2 separate regions of the Mus musculus genome follow, and region 2 is linked to region 1. Evidence: chromatin contacts called from public Hi-C data. All regions are on one chromosome and are shown on one strand. Each heading gives the region's core, a stretch centred on a gene start, on an enhancer-like site or on the middle of the called end of the contact. The rest is flanking DNA. Distances are from core to core; before and after follow the strand shown.

Region 1 (6,290 bases), core at 1,555-4,054:
TATCCCTTGACATCTATACAACCACCCAATCCATTCATCTATCTTGCCCCAAGACCAGAAATCAATCCACTTTGCCTTCAGGCCTCAACCTATCGGGTCCTCTCTCTAGATCAGCTCTTCCATCAGTTCCCATACATTTCCTTTTCTCTTATAACCACCAGGCTTTCCTCCCCTCCATCCATCTCTCCAGCTTTCTACTCACCTACTACTGGTCTGTCCTGATACATACTCCCATCAGTACCTCGCTGCCCCTCCCATCAGTACCATCTCCCCTCCCCTCCATCTCAGCATGCACCAACGTATGACCTATGGTCTCTTCACTTCTCTTCTTACCCCATTTCCCAACCTAGTTCAAAGCTTGTTGATCGGACACAACTTCAGCTCACTGGCTCAGCCTAGGGCTGGATAGCTGCTGCATTCCTGAAGGAGATTCCCTCTGAAGCACCATGCTGACTCCCAGGCTCATTTGTTGGCCTCTTCTTGATTAGTAGGACATAGAAATACCTTCCCATTCCCTGCTATGCTGGCTAGGATCTACATCTCTCGTTAGACCATGAGCTCCTGAAGGCTGGTTTGCCTAAGTGATAGTGTGCGTCCAAAGAAACTATGCAAGGTGAGCAGAGAGGATGCCTCAACCCATTCACCCATCTGCCCATTCCTAAGACTGACCCAACAGGGATAGCACCATCCAGCTGCCAGTCACCAGTCACCTGCTGGGGACTGCTCTGAGTCACTCCTCAGGCTGTCCTAGGGGCTTGACCTCTGACACCAGGCTCTGTAGAGGTCACACAGCAAATCAGCCCAGAACAGAGACTGGAACCTAGGGCTTCAAACCCTGTCCAAAGTTCTCCATTAGTCACATGACGAGTTCTGAGGCAGGATGGGAGGTGAGAGGGGACCCTGGGACAACTGTGGACCAACACAGTTTGCAGCTCTGACCATCAGAGTCTTAAACTGGAAGGGCTGCCCTGGCCTTTGACTGAACATTTCTGCAGGATGCTTTTTGTGGTTCTCAGACTCACGCCTTCTCACTCCCTGCAAGCCTCTTCCTGCTAACCCAGTGCTAACTTCATCTCCCCCAGCTTAGCCTGTGGGTCTTCTCCTGGAAGCTGTGGGGAATTCTTGTGGACTGTGTCCAAGCCCTGCTGACTGACTGCTGTCCCTCTCTCCCATCCACTCATTCATTCACTTATCCGTCCATTCACTCTCCGGGATGCTGCTACGGGGATGGTGCTAATGACGATACCCAGTACACAGTCAGTATTCTATAAATGGCAGCCACTGCAGGCCAACCAGATGCTCAAGGCCGAGAGAGAGAGAGAGAGAGAGAGAGAGAGAGAGAGAGAGAGAGAGAGAGAGAAGAGAGAGACAGAGAGAGAGACAGAGAGAGAGACAGAGAGAGAAAGAGAAAGTAAGTCCTTGTCCGGACTGCTTCACACTGAATTCTGCTCTTGGCCTATGTGGGTCCCTCACCTGACCTCCAGCCTATGAGAAGTTCTTACAGGCCATGGCCCCAGGCATCCCTGACTTCCCACTTCACTACTCAGGAGCCAGCACACAGAGCAGGCCACAGGAATGAACACATGTGAGACAGGAACTTGGGAGGGTCCTTGGTGCTGCTCAGGAGCCCCTCGCCCTGCGCCTGCATCTGCCACTGTGCTTGCTTTCCAGAGCCGCCCTGATTATAGTGAGCTGTGGGAAAATTAAGGGTTTGCAGGAGGCTGCCAGGCCCTGCTGCTGCCTCCCCGCCCTGCTTGTCACAGATGCCAGGCAGAGCCGTCCCCAAAGGCCACTTGCCCTACTGGGCTGCCCAGACACAGCACAGAAAAGGGGCTTCCTCCTAGAGACCTTCTCATAGCCTAGACTTGAGAGTAGCAAAGACCACTTACTCCTGGACAGTGGGGGAACTGAGGCCCAGAGAACCTAAGAGAGCATCCCATGGCCTCCAGGGGCCCAGGGTATTGGGACCTCAGGATAAGGGAATCCAGAAAGATGATGTCCCCCACATGTGCCCAGGGACTGCACTGGTGGACCAACCCTGGGCATCAGGGTTGCACACCTGCATGGCTCCTGTCTGTCTCTTGCAGCCAGCCCTTGCTCCAGGGGACCTTCCCAGCTCCCATCCTGCTCCCTCAGGAGATTCCGAGATGTCGCCCACGCAGCTCTTGCCCCAAAGGAACCTTGTTCTGATGGGGTGGGCACACACGAGGAATGAAACACCTCTAAACCAGGCAGGAAACGGAAATGCTAGGGGCAGAAATTCCCAGCCAACGTGCAGGGGCTCTGTGAGCAGGTCAGCGCCTGCAGAGTGGCCCTGCCTGCCCAGCCTCAGTTTCCTCGCCTGTCCATGGGGAGGACTGCTGGCGGCCTGCTAGGGCGGCCGGAGATGAAGGTGCCCGAGGCATGCGCGGGCCCACGCGCGGCCCACGCTCGGGAAGCGGTCCCTGGCCAGTCTCCTTCCGGCTCTGCGGCCTCTCCAGGGCCGCCCCCCGAACGGGGTGGGCTCAGCCGGGCCCCCTACACCCGCCTTCCGCAAGTCCTCAGGCCGCACGCGCAAAGCAGCCGCGGAGGCCCGGCCGCCCCGCCCCGCGCGAGGGCCCCGGGCCCCGGCGCCACCCAGGGCCGCCGCGGGCGCGCGCAGGGACCGCCCCAGCGTGGTGCCCGCCGCCCAGCCCCGCCCCGCGCCCTGCCAGCCCGGCTCTCGGGTACTCACCGCCCGGCGAAGCCGGCCCGGCCGCCGGCCACCCGTCCACATGGCCCCGGCTCTGCGCGCCCGAGCCCGCGGCCGGGGCTCCCCAGCGCCCCGCTTCCCGCAGGGAGCGCCCGCCCCCCGCCCCCGGCCCGGCTCCCCGCCAGCCCCGGCCCCGCGCAGCCGCGGCTGCTCCGGCGCTTCCCCGCGCCGCGCCGGGCAGGGCGCACGTGGTGGGCGCGGGGCGCACAGGGCGCGGAATGGCGGCGCGCGGGGTGAATGAGTCCCGCGCGCATGAATGGCGGCGGGCATGAATGGAGGAGTGTGGGGTGCAACGCCTTGTGTCCCGGGCCCTGCTTGGGGGTGGGGTACCAGCATTTAGTAGGTACCTGCTGTGTACCGGCCACTCAGGTCCCCAGGGACTGACTTGGCAGTGAGAGACAGGTCCCTGCCCTCAGGGACCTTGCAGTTTACAGACAGGACAGTGACTTCCAAGGGTGTAGTCCACTGCTCTGCCCTTCAAGTTCTGGCCGATGCCTAGCCCCCATACCTGTCATGGGTTCCTTAAACTGCAGCAGCCCCCCTATATACTTCCAAGACTGGCCTGTAAATCTCTGTCTGGGAGCTCCATAATAGTGGAGGGGCTCCTTCTTTCCAAGAAGTAATCCAAAAGGAATCATGACTTCAGGAGGGCAACTGTGACTGTGGTAGAGCATCCCTCTCTGGCCCCAGTAGCGCTCAGGACTTGTCAGGTTATTCTGGCCCTGGGTGAGACACTGGCATAGTGGTGCTGATAGTCCCAACCAAACTGGAGCACGTATGGAAGCTAACTAGCATAAGTCCCGAGAAACCAGGGTCCCCCTTCTGCCCCGGGAGCATCTTTCCAGTCTAGTAGAGTCAATCACATGGGGCCAGGAAGGATCTGGGGTGGGGGAAAAAGACAGCAGAGCCTACCTTTGGCTTCTCTCAGGGCCTGTGGGCTGAACGGTTGAGTGTTAATGGTTTCCGAGGGAGATAAGGGGATACTAGCAGCGACTACAGCACGTATGTTGACATTGTACTGTGGTAAACATACATGTCAAGAGTTAGCATTTTAATCACCTTTAAGTGTACGGTCCAGGGGCAGCGAGGACATCCATGCTGTCACGGGGCTGTCACCACCATCCACCCCTCGGCCTTATGTGCTGTGTACATTGCAGCTTCTCTCTCCTTTAATTAGGGGAGTAGCTGGTGCACTCAGGCACTGTGACAGCACAGGAAAAGTGTGCTGACAGCGAAGGAAGAGAGAGAGGCAATAAAAGTGAGTCTCCAGGAGGAACAGGCAGACACGGGGGTGGGGGTGGGGTAGAAGTTAGGAGTGTCCCTTATCTTCCCCAGGGACATTACTCTGTAATAGGTGTGGAAGGGGAGGGTTCAGTGAGCCTCAGGATGCTCCTCCTAACTCTAGGAGTATGGACCACAACTGAGGCAGGTACAAGAAGGCAGCCCTGGCCCACGGTGGCCAGCTTATGCTAACTTCTGACTCACTGTGGATGTGTCTCTTGCTCTGGGGATCTGAGTTAACCCATGCTGAAGTTAGAGGTAGCATGGGCCACCAATCCTGATCACTGCGGTCCTCCTGACAGAGATGGAACAGTCCTTAAAGTCCTACTTTCCCCCATACAGGCCTCCAAAGGCCTGAAGGGAAAAACAGAGAACACAGATGTAGCCCATAGAACTGGGTTCTGTCTATATTTCCTGCCCTGGGCTGTAGCCTTCCCTTAGAGATGGGTCCTGCTCAGGTGAAGCCAGAACGCTGTTCTCCTCTGCCCTGCCTCCTCTGCTGCCAATGCACAGATGGCTAGAGAGGAAGGGGAGGGGCCAATGGCTCCTGCCTGCTATACTTCGGAAGTCTTCAGACTCAGGCCAGGCTTGCTTGGGAAGGCTTCAACCTTCAACTCTAGAGTTGTTCCTAAGGTCTTGTTTCATCCCTCCCTCACTAGACTCCCTTCATCTCCCACCAGTGGGAGGGGACAGGGAGACAGCTGTCCCTGGCTGTGGGTCTTTTGTCCCTGTCACACTCCATGTGAAAGGTGGTACTGCTCCCTTTGCAGACAGTACAACGGAAGCTTAGAGGTTATGCCCCTTCCCAGAGGCCACTAGCAAGGAGAAAGCTGATCAAGGATTTGAGCACATCGTTCGTCTGGCCCAGTGCCCCTATCCATGTCTGACCTTCTCCCAGGTAGAGGAAAGCCTAGGGGTGTCACCTGAAGAGCATCCCAACAGTTGAGAGCCCAGGGCTTTTGCGTTCAGAACAGCAGAGCATAGTAACCCAGGAGGAACTTCCTAGAGGAGGCCTGTCTTCAGCTGGGGTGGACGTGGGGAACACTACCCCGTGTGGTAGAGGCCTTGGTCCTCAGTTCCTGTCCCCAACCCTCATCAGCTTTCCAGATGTCTGGACACTAGGGTTCCATAACTGTCCCAGCATACTTGTGCCATCTAGGGAGCAGAAGACCGGCTGTTCCTCCAGAAGTATATTGTTGGACTTGGCCAGCCGCAGGAGAGACCCCACCCCAGCGAAGCATTTGTCTCAGTGAGGCCCGTTCATCCATGGTCCCTCTTCCTCCTTTCTGGTCACTCACTGCACACCTGAGACCGTCACAGGGTTGTGCCTTTTGCCACACTGTGGGTCTTACAGGCAAGGTTCCTGCTGTCTCCCCAAACCTACAGCAAGGAACCTGGTTCCCACCTCAGGCTCAGGAGTCTCTTCTGTCTCCAGGTTGCCCTTCCATCTCCATCCACCCACAGACATGCTTACTGTATCCTCATCAAACAAGAGACAACATCCCAGTGAGGAGAACTCCTGGAATGGCCTCAGCTTTGTCCAGATCCCCAACTTTCTGGTCCCAAGGAGAGACTTGATTTTCCCTCCCAACTTCCAAAACCTTCACAATCTTGTCTCCTGGCAAGAGTGTGGCTCCACTTGGGTGCGTCGTGGTCTAAATATCCCTGCGTCTTCCATTCTCACTCAGGACAGCTAGTGAAGACCAACTTGGGAGTGACCCCTCCTCCAACAGCTAGACCTCTGGCCTGGGTCCCGGGAAACCATATCTAAGCTTCTGTTGTCTCGGAGTGTTCCTGGGTCACCTTTGTCTGTGTGCTTTCCCATATAATGTTCAGAAGATACAGTGATTGGATAAAGCCCGAGAAAGATTCACCCTACAGGAAGAGTCTGCGGCCGGTCGCAGGCAGGAGTCACAGGATCAGGAGACTCCAATGCTGGGCAGAGCCAGTGTGCCAGGCACGGACTCCCCGCTGGGACGCAAGGTGGCAGCAGGGCCACAGTCGCCGGGACATGAGTAGACTGCCCTCATTGAAAACAGGAACTCTGAGGCGGCCACCAATTTTCCTCACTCCACTGGGCAGGAAAATTATTTCTGCCGGTTTTGTGTGTCCCAGCCAGTATGCGCGCCCATGAGAGATCTAGTCTGTTTTCCCTAGGAGACTGGGAGCTGTGCTGGGTGGAGCTGGGTAGGGCTGGCTGACAGGAGGCAGGAGGCAGGAGCCCTGGCTGAGAAGGTGGGCAGAGGTCTCTGCCACCAGCCTCCTCTGGTGCATGTAG
Region 2 (6,290 bases), core at 1,424-3,923, 43 kb after region 1:
TGGCTTGCTTCCCCTGGCTTGCTCAGCCTGCTCTCTTATAGAACCAAGACTACCAGTCCAGAGATGGCACCACCCACAAGGGACCTCCCTGCTTGATCACTAATTGAGAAAATGCCTTACAGCTGGATCTCATGGAGGCACTTCCCCAACTGAAGCTCCTTTCTCTGTGATAACTCCAGCCTGTGACAAGTTGACACAAAACTAGCCAGTACAGTCCAGTAGCTTCACTTTTAGGTATGTGTCTTGTGTTGGTGAGCTTTTCATCTGTGGTCAATTACCTAAGGAAACAGTTTGAGAGAGGAAGACTTTACATTGCAGCACAGTGCCTTGGTCACTTGGCTTACTGCTAATAGCCTATGCACGGTGAGCGGAAGGTCACCATGGACACATGGGACAGAGGAGACTCTGAGTGGCTAGGGACCTGTCTAGCCCACTACCCACCAGAAGTAGCAGAAAAGAAAGGACTTAGGGGAAGTGGACCTGTTAAGAAAGGTTCTTTGAAGCAATCCCCTCTGCACTGTCAGGAAATTGGCCGTTCAGTTCACAGGTCAGCAGCAGCAGCTCCATCCATTCAGAGCCACTTCATGGATACATTAACAGTGCGGTTCAGTAGTGTCAGGGTAGCAGCAGCGGCGGCACCGTCTAGCAGGAACAGCCAGGCCTTGTGGAATCAGCGTGAGTCAGCAACAGAGACCAGGAGGGACTTCCAGGAGAAGTTCTTGGCTGTCCCTCAGCAAAGTGAGGACCAGGAAAGATGGGAGACCCACAAGCATCGCACAGCCAGCTCCACAAGCAAGCCAAGCTCAGCCTCCATCGCTTCCCCGTGCGTTAGCTTTATGCTCCCTCCAAACATCCTCTCAACTGTGTCTGTTTCAGTGAACCGTTCCTGTGCGTGTCTGCTTTAGCAAACCATCCGTTTACTTGTGTCTGCTTCAGAAAAACACTCCTTCCCCTGTTTGCCCCGGTAAAACCCCCATCTGACACAACTGACTTTCCAAAGGACCCTTAAATTTCCACTTGAGCATGCTTCTCTTTGAGACATATCCTCAGTAACTTACTTCCTCCGGCTACATCCCACCCCCAAAGCAATGCCAACCGTGTGGATCATGTCCACAACATGAGAAGGTTTTGTTTTGTTTTTGTTTTTCTTATGTTCAAACGGTAGCATACCTTCCCCAAACTGAGACAGGATTTTGAAGAGCTGTCTAGACATCCATGTTTTAAGCAAGATACAGAAAAGCCAAAAGAGGGAAAGGAGCCAAGTGTCCCCTGAGAGAAGAATGAAGTAGGAAGAGGTGCTCTGTCCCCACAGTAGAATAAAAGGGGGTTCGGCTGCTTTCCACTCTGTGGATGAACTGGAGAACACTATGCTGAGTGAAATGAGCTAGCAGTGAAAGGACAAGTACTGTATAGTTTAGCTATAAGCACTTCCTGGAGGAAGCCAATTCAGAGACAGAAAGCAGAGGGGGGGGGGAGGGGGGGAGAGACCGTTGTTTAGAACTTCAGGTGTGAGGCTGAAGGTTATACACTGTGGGTATCACTAATGACACCGAACTATGCACACTTAAAGTAGACAAAAATATACATTTGGGGTTGCATGTTTTTCTCACACATTTTTTTCCTAATTCTGAAGAAAAGCAAAACAAAATCCGCCAATCTCCATATTGAAAGGTTTGCCTTGAGTCAAGCCCAGACCCCTGTAAGCATCTGCCCTCCCCATCTGAGCAGGCAAAGGCCCTGTGACCCTCATGCAGGCAACATAGAGGGCAGAGGGGCCAAAAGCCCTGTGTTGGCTCCTGTGTGGAATGGAGTGGCAGCTGGTGGTTGGAAGTGAGGGTGGTCACATGGGCTGCTCCCTCATCACACAGAGACGGCTCTGGTTGGTAGGACCATTCAGGGCACATTGTAAAGACACTGGACTTGGAGAGGAACTGTTGATGAAGTAAACGGATTCTTGTCTATGAAAACTATTCTTACATAGAGGGTGGGAACAAGGAAGAGGCAGATCACCTATGTATGAAATATATCATGTGTGTATAGAGTTATGAGGAGGAAAGCTGGGCTATCTCTCTATCCCTCTGTCCACTCACCGAATGGGAACGATGAGAATGACCTACCTTATTTAGTCCACGTCTCCCAGAAATCAGAGCCAGGGCAAGCATTGTCTAGAACTGACACTGGGAGAGAAGGGAAGTTTGAAATTAGCTTTTGTGGTTCCCCAGCTGACTTCAAAAGGGCTGCCTGAAAGTACCTGGAGGTACCTGCCTGGCTGTGGGTGGGAGGAGCCACTGCCCAGCTCTTGCCTGTTGCAGGCATCACATGAGCAGATCCTAACCAGGGAACTTGCACTGCTGATGCCTCTGTAACCAGTGGTAGGAACAGGGGCCCTGCAAGTCCTATGGAGGGAGTGATGGAAGTGTCCAGAAGCCCACAAATCTCAAAGTCTTTCCTCGAACATCCCGGGTCTCCTTTTCGTTAGTGAGAGGGAACCCCAAGCACTTTGATCCAAAATTTGTAGAGCTTGAGGTAAAAGTCAAGGCTCCCTGGGGAGGGTGGGTGTGGAGGCAGCCTCGCCTGTTGGGAGAACTTCTCAGTCAACTGTTGGAACGCAGAGAAGGCAGGCATTGTTCACAGGGCGCTGGCTTCACAACACTGGCAACTTGTGCTCAGCCGGCTTGGCGTGTGCGCAGGATCTGGGGCCAATGTCCCAAGGGGTTGCTGCCCAGGTGGCATGAATGGGACTCCATTCACAAGAAGGAGCCACTGCTTGTTGCTGCTCTGGAAGATATGCAGTTATGGAAAATGGTCTGGAGGCTGAGGAGGCTCTGGTACCCACCAGAACAGCCAACCCGGATGTTAGAATGCCCGGGTTGGCCTATTTGCATTTCTGATAGAGGAAGCTATCTTCTGTCACTCACACCCAAATGCCCTATCCCCTGAGGGGCTGTTAGGCCATTGCATCCCCGGGCCCATCTTTCTGGAAGGAAAATGGGGACGCCAATGTGTTTTAGGCCCTATAATCCTTTAGGGATGGAACTGATCTAGAATGGGCAGTGACTCTGCCTGGATGTCAAGTCTAGTGGATTGTGACCACTATCTAAGCCTTGGCAATTCCTGCCTGTGTTCTTCTGCCCTTTAGGAAACTGTTATGGTTTCCTATCTGCTCAGCACAGGGCGTGGTATTATTAGAAGCTGTGGCCCTGTTGGAGTAGATGTGGCCTTGTTGGAGTAGGTGTGTCACTGTGGGTGTGGGCTTTAAGAATCTCATCCTAGCTCCCTGGAAGCCAGTATTCTGCTAGCAGCCTTCAGATGAAGATGTAGAACTCTCAGCTCTGCCTGCATCATGCCTGCCTGAATGAGCCTTGATGATAATGGACTGAACCTCTGAACCTGTAAACCAGCCCCAATTAAATGTTGTCCTTATGGTAATTGCCTTGGTCATGGAGTCTGTTCACAGCAGTAAAACTCTGACTAAGACACTGACCCTTCCTCCAAGGTTTAGAAATGGGAGGCAAGGCTGGGGCAGCTCTACCTAGCCAGGCAGGCTTCTCTGCATGGTCAGCCGCCAGCTCTAGGAGTCCAGAACATCTGCCTAGGCAGGCAGCCAGGGGCTAGCACCACCACATGTCTGTATTGGCTTCTACAATGGGTACATGCATGCACTATGGTGACACGGACATGTGATGGAGGTACCGCTCCTGCTTCTTCAGATGCTTGGTAACGGTAGGTGAAGACAATGCCCGATTTTTTCAGAAAGTGAACTGATTTAGGATCCCGAGACATCCGGCCCTGAGGGTTCCGATAAGGATGCTAACCTACTTCATTTCGCAGAGAACCACCTTCTTTACTGGACCCAGAAAGGGGAGTCAGGGGGAGGGGTCTGCTCTGGGCCCCATGGAAGTTCAGCCAGGCAATCTCAGACACTTTGCTGTCAATGTTCACAGTGTTGTCAGTTAGAGCCCCCCAGGACCCAGAGTGGATGGATGCCCATTTGGGAGGAAGCTAGAACCCTGGGCTTTGTCTATTGTTTGTAGTTCTTTCCACCCCACCCCCCACCGGAGGTACTTGTAAAACACAACTATTTAGGGTGCCATTAAGGACCAGAAATGAGACTGACTTGATCCTTGCCCCAGCAAGTCCATAGTCTAGCTCGAGAAGGCAGCAGACAGAGATGGCCTGAGGCAGACCACTTCCAAGTTCCCATCCCCCCAGAACCTCTGATCTGGATTTGACCAGGAGCCAGGGCACCTCAAGTTACACCCTCTCTGCTGTCCTGAGCACTATGGGAAACTGGTTAGGCAGCCAGAGATGGGGAGCTGTCAGGCCTCTGGGCTTCCAGGGTTCTTACGCGTTAGGTCTGGCTTTTCTGCGAGTGCTTGCATTCATGTGGAACCTGGAAATTAATTAGCTCAGACATGAGCCTGGCCTGAGTGTACAGAAAGATGCCTCGTTAGCAGCGCTGCCCTTCAGCAGCAGGGAGGTTGGAACCACGGAGGCACAAAGGCTGGGCTCTGGCAGGGCCCTCTCCTGTTCATGCTTGTCTCCCTGGGGGAACTGGCGGCTTCCAGCATCAGTCCCCATCCTTTAGGACACACTTAGGTAAGGGAATTTCAAAGTGGGCTTGGAAGGACTCTGGACCTTACAGAGACCATCCTTTGGCCGGGAGTCACTGAAGGCCTATGCAAGATGGCTCAAGAATGGACATTTAAGTAAGAATTCCAAGGAGGCGGTCAAAGTTTCGAGGGAACATTCTGGCCAGATGCGCAGCCTTTGTGAACACTCTGAGACAAGAAAGAACTTGGCTGGATGCCAGAAAGGCCGAGGCCAGGACAGGTAGTCCACAAGCACACTCCAAAGCCTACTGGTGCAAAGGGTCTTGGGTTTAAGAACTTGGGGGCTAGAGGGTTTGGAAGCTAGGCCCAAGAATCTTCCAGAAAGACCCTGTCTCCCACTCGCTCCAGGGGACCGGCTGGCTCCCTCCCCTGCTGCTGCACATCTGGCTGGTTGCCACCAGCATTGTGGGTAATTGCTAGGGGGGCTGGGCGGGCACATTCTCCTGTGCTGAGCCTGGGACTCAGGATAATCACAGCTTTTCACTTTCTCCCCCACCAAGACCCCAGCCTCCCCACCCCCAATAGCTCCCTGCGGCAGGATGAGTGCCGAGGAGATGGTGCAAAGTGGCTCAGAGAAGTGACAGATGTCCAGCTGATCCATCCGGTAATAACAACACTGTTGTCAATAATAATAACAGCGGTGAGCCAGCCAGCTTGTACTGAGCCTTTATTGTGCTCGTGGATAAAGACACACATTTAATCTTCTATCACAGAGGAGCTGGGCTGAAGCTCGCCCAGCCTGCCAGCCTGCAGTGCATTGTTGTGTGGAGATCTATCTATCTATCTATCTATCTATCTATCTATCTATCTATCTATCTATCATCTATCCTGTTAATGTCAATCTCACTCTTACAGCCAACCATTGGACTGAGGTTGGGGACCCCTATGGAAGAGTTAGGGAAAGGATTGAAGGCGCTGAAGGGGATGACAACCCCATAGGAAGACCAACAATGTCAACTAACCTGGGAGTGCACCGAGACTAAGTCAATAACCAAAGAGCATACATGGGCTGGCCCATGGCCCCCAGCACATATGTAGCAGAGGACTGCCTTGTCTGGCTTTAGTGGGAGAGGATACAATTAATCCTGTAGAGACTTGAAGCCCCAGGGAAAGGAGATATGTGTGTGTGTGTGTGTGTGTGTGTGTGTGTGTGTGTGTGTATGTGTTCGGTGGGTGGGTGGGTGAGCACCCACTCAGAGGCAAAGGGGAGGCAGGATGGGGTGAAGAACTCTGGGAGTGGAGACCAGGAAGGGGGAAACATTTGAAATGTAAATAAATAAAAAGAATTGAAAAAAAAATCTCTTAGCTTCAGCTTGCGTCTAGCTGTGTCTCAAGGACGTTTCTATAGCTCTACTTTCCCATAGCTCCAGCCTTTTGGTCCAGGGTCAGGCTGTTCCTGAAGGCAGCTGATCCATACAACGGGTAAGAGTCCTGAATGCCCCTAAGCTCAAGGCTAGCAGCTGAAGCCAGGTCCCTAAGGGAGAAGGGAGGAGAGGAAGACAGGTTGCTGGATGTACCACCTTGTACTGAGGACACCTTAGTCCTGATCCTCCACAGATGGACTGTCCGACTTGTCCTGGTCCTCTGTAAGCCTCCTGCTTCTCAAAGGTGGGTGGGCCCACAAGATCTCAGGCTCCTTGAAAGGACTCTCTGAAGCAGCGTTGACTAGCTAACTCT

What was found. A called contact is a pair of places that touch in the nucleus more often than the background predicts.
Region 2: a contact with region 1 is called in a Hi-C map of the N1E-115 cell line, with 1.9 times the contacts expected there. The contact joins the enhancer-like site here to the promoter of Begain in region 1. A contact is called at or near these places in 1 of 15 datasets of contacts at CTCF or cohesin (the NIH/3T3 cell line), 2 of 484 Hi-C or Micro-C datasets (the N1E-115 cell line and pre-B cells) and 2 of 9 other capture datasets (adipose tissue and pancreatic islet).

What each region holds. Positions count from the first base shown.
Region 1 is chr12:109,065,413-109,071,702 of GRCm38.p6, forward strand. Begain (brain-enriched guanylate kinase-associated) reads right to left here and starts at 2,805. Exons shown (of 7, transcript NM_001163175.1): 1 at 2,714-2,805. The coding sequence starts at 2,755.
Region 2 is chr12:109,108,393-109,114,682 of GRCm38.p6, forward strand. No RefSeq gene overlaps it. Among named protein-coding and RNA genes, the nearest start is that of Begain, 43 kb to the left of the region's middle. Within about 2 kb of position 2,674, at least 15 of the 459 cell types and tissues checked have an H3K27ac peak or open chromatin away from gene starts, as enhancers often do. A contact at or near this core is called in the N1E-115 cell line, where this site is marked.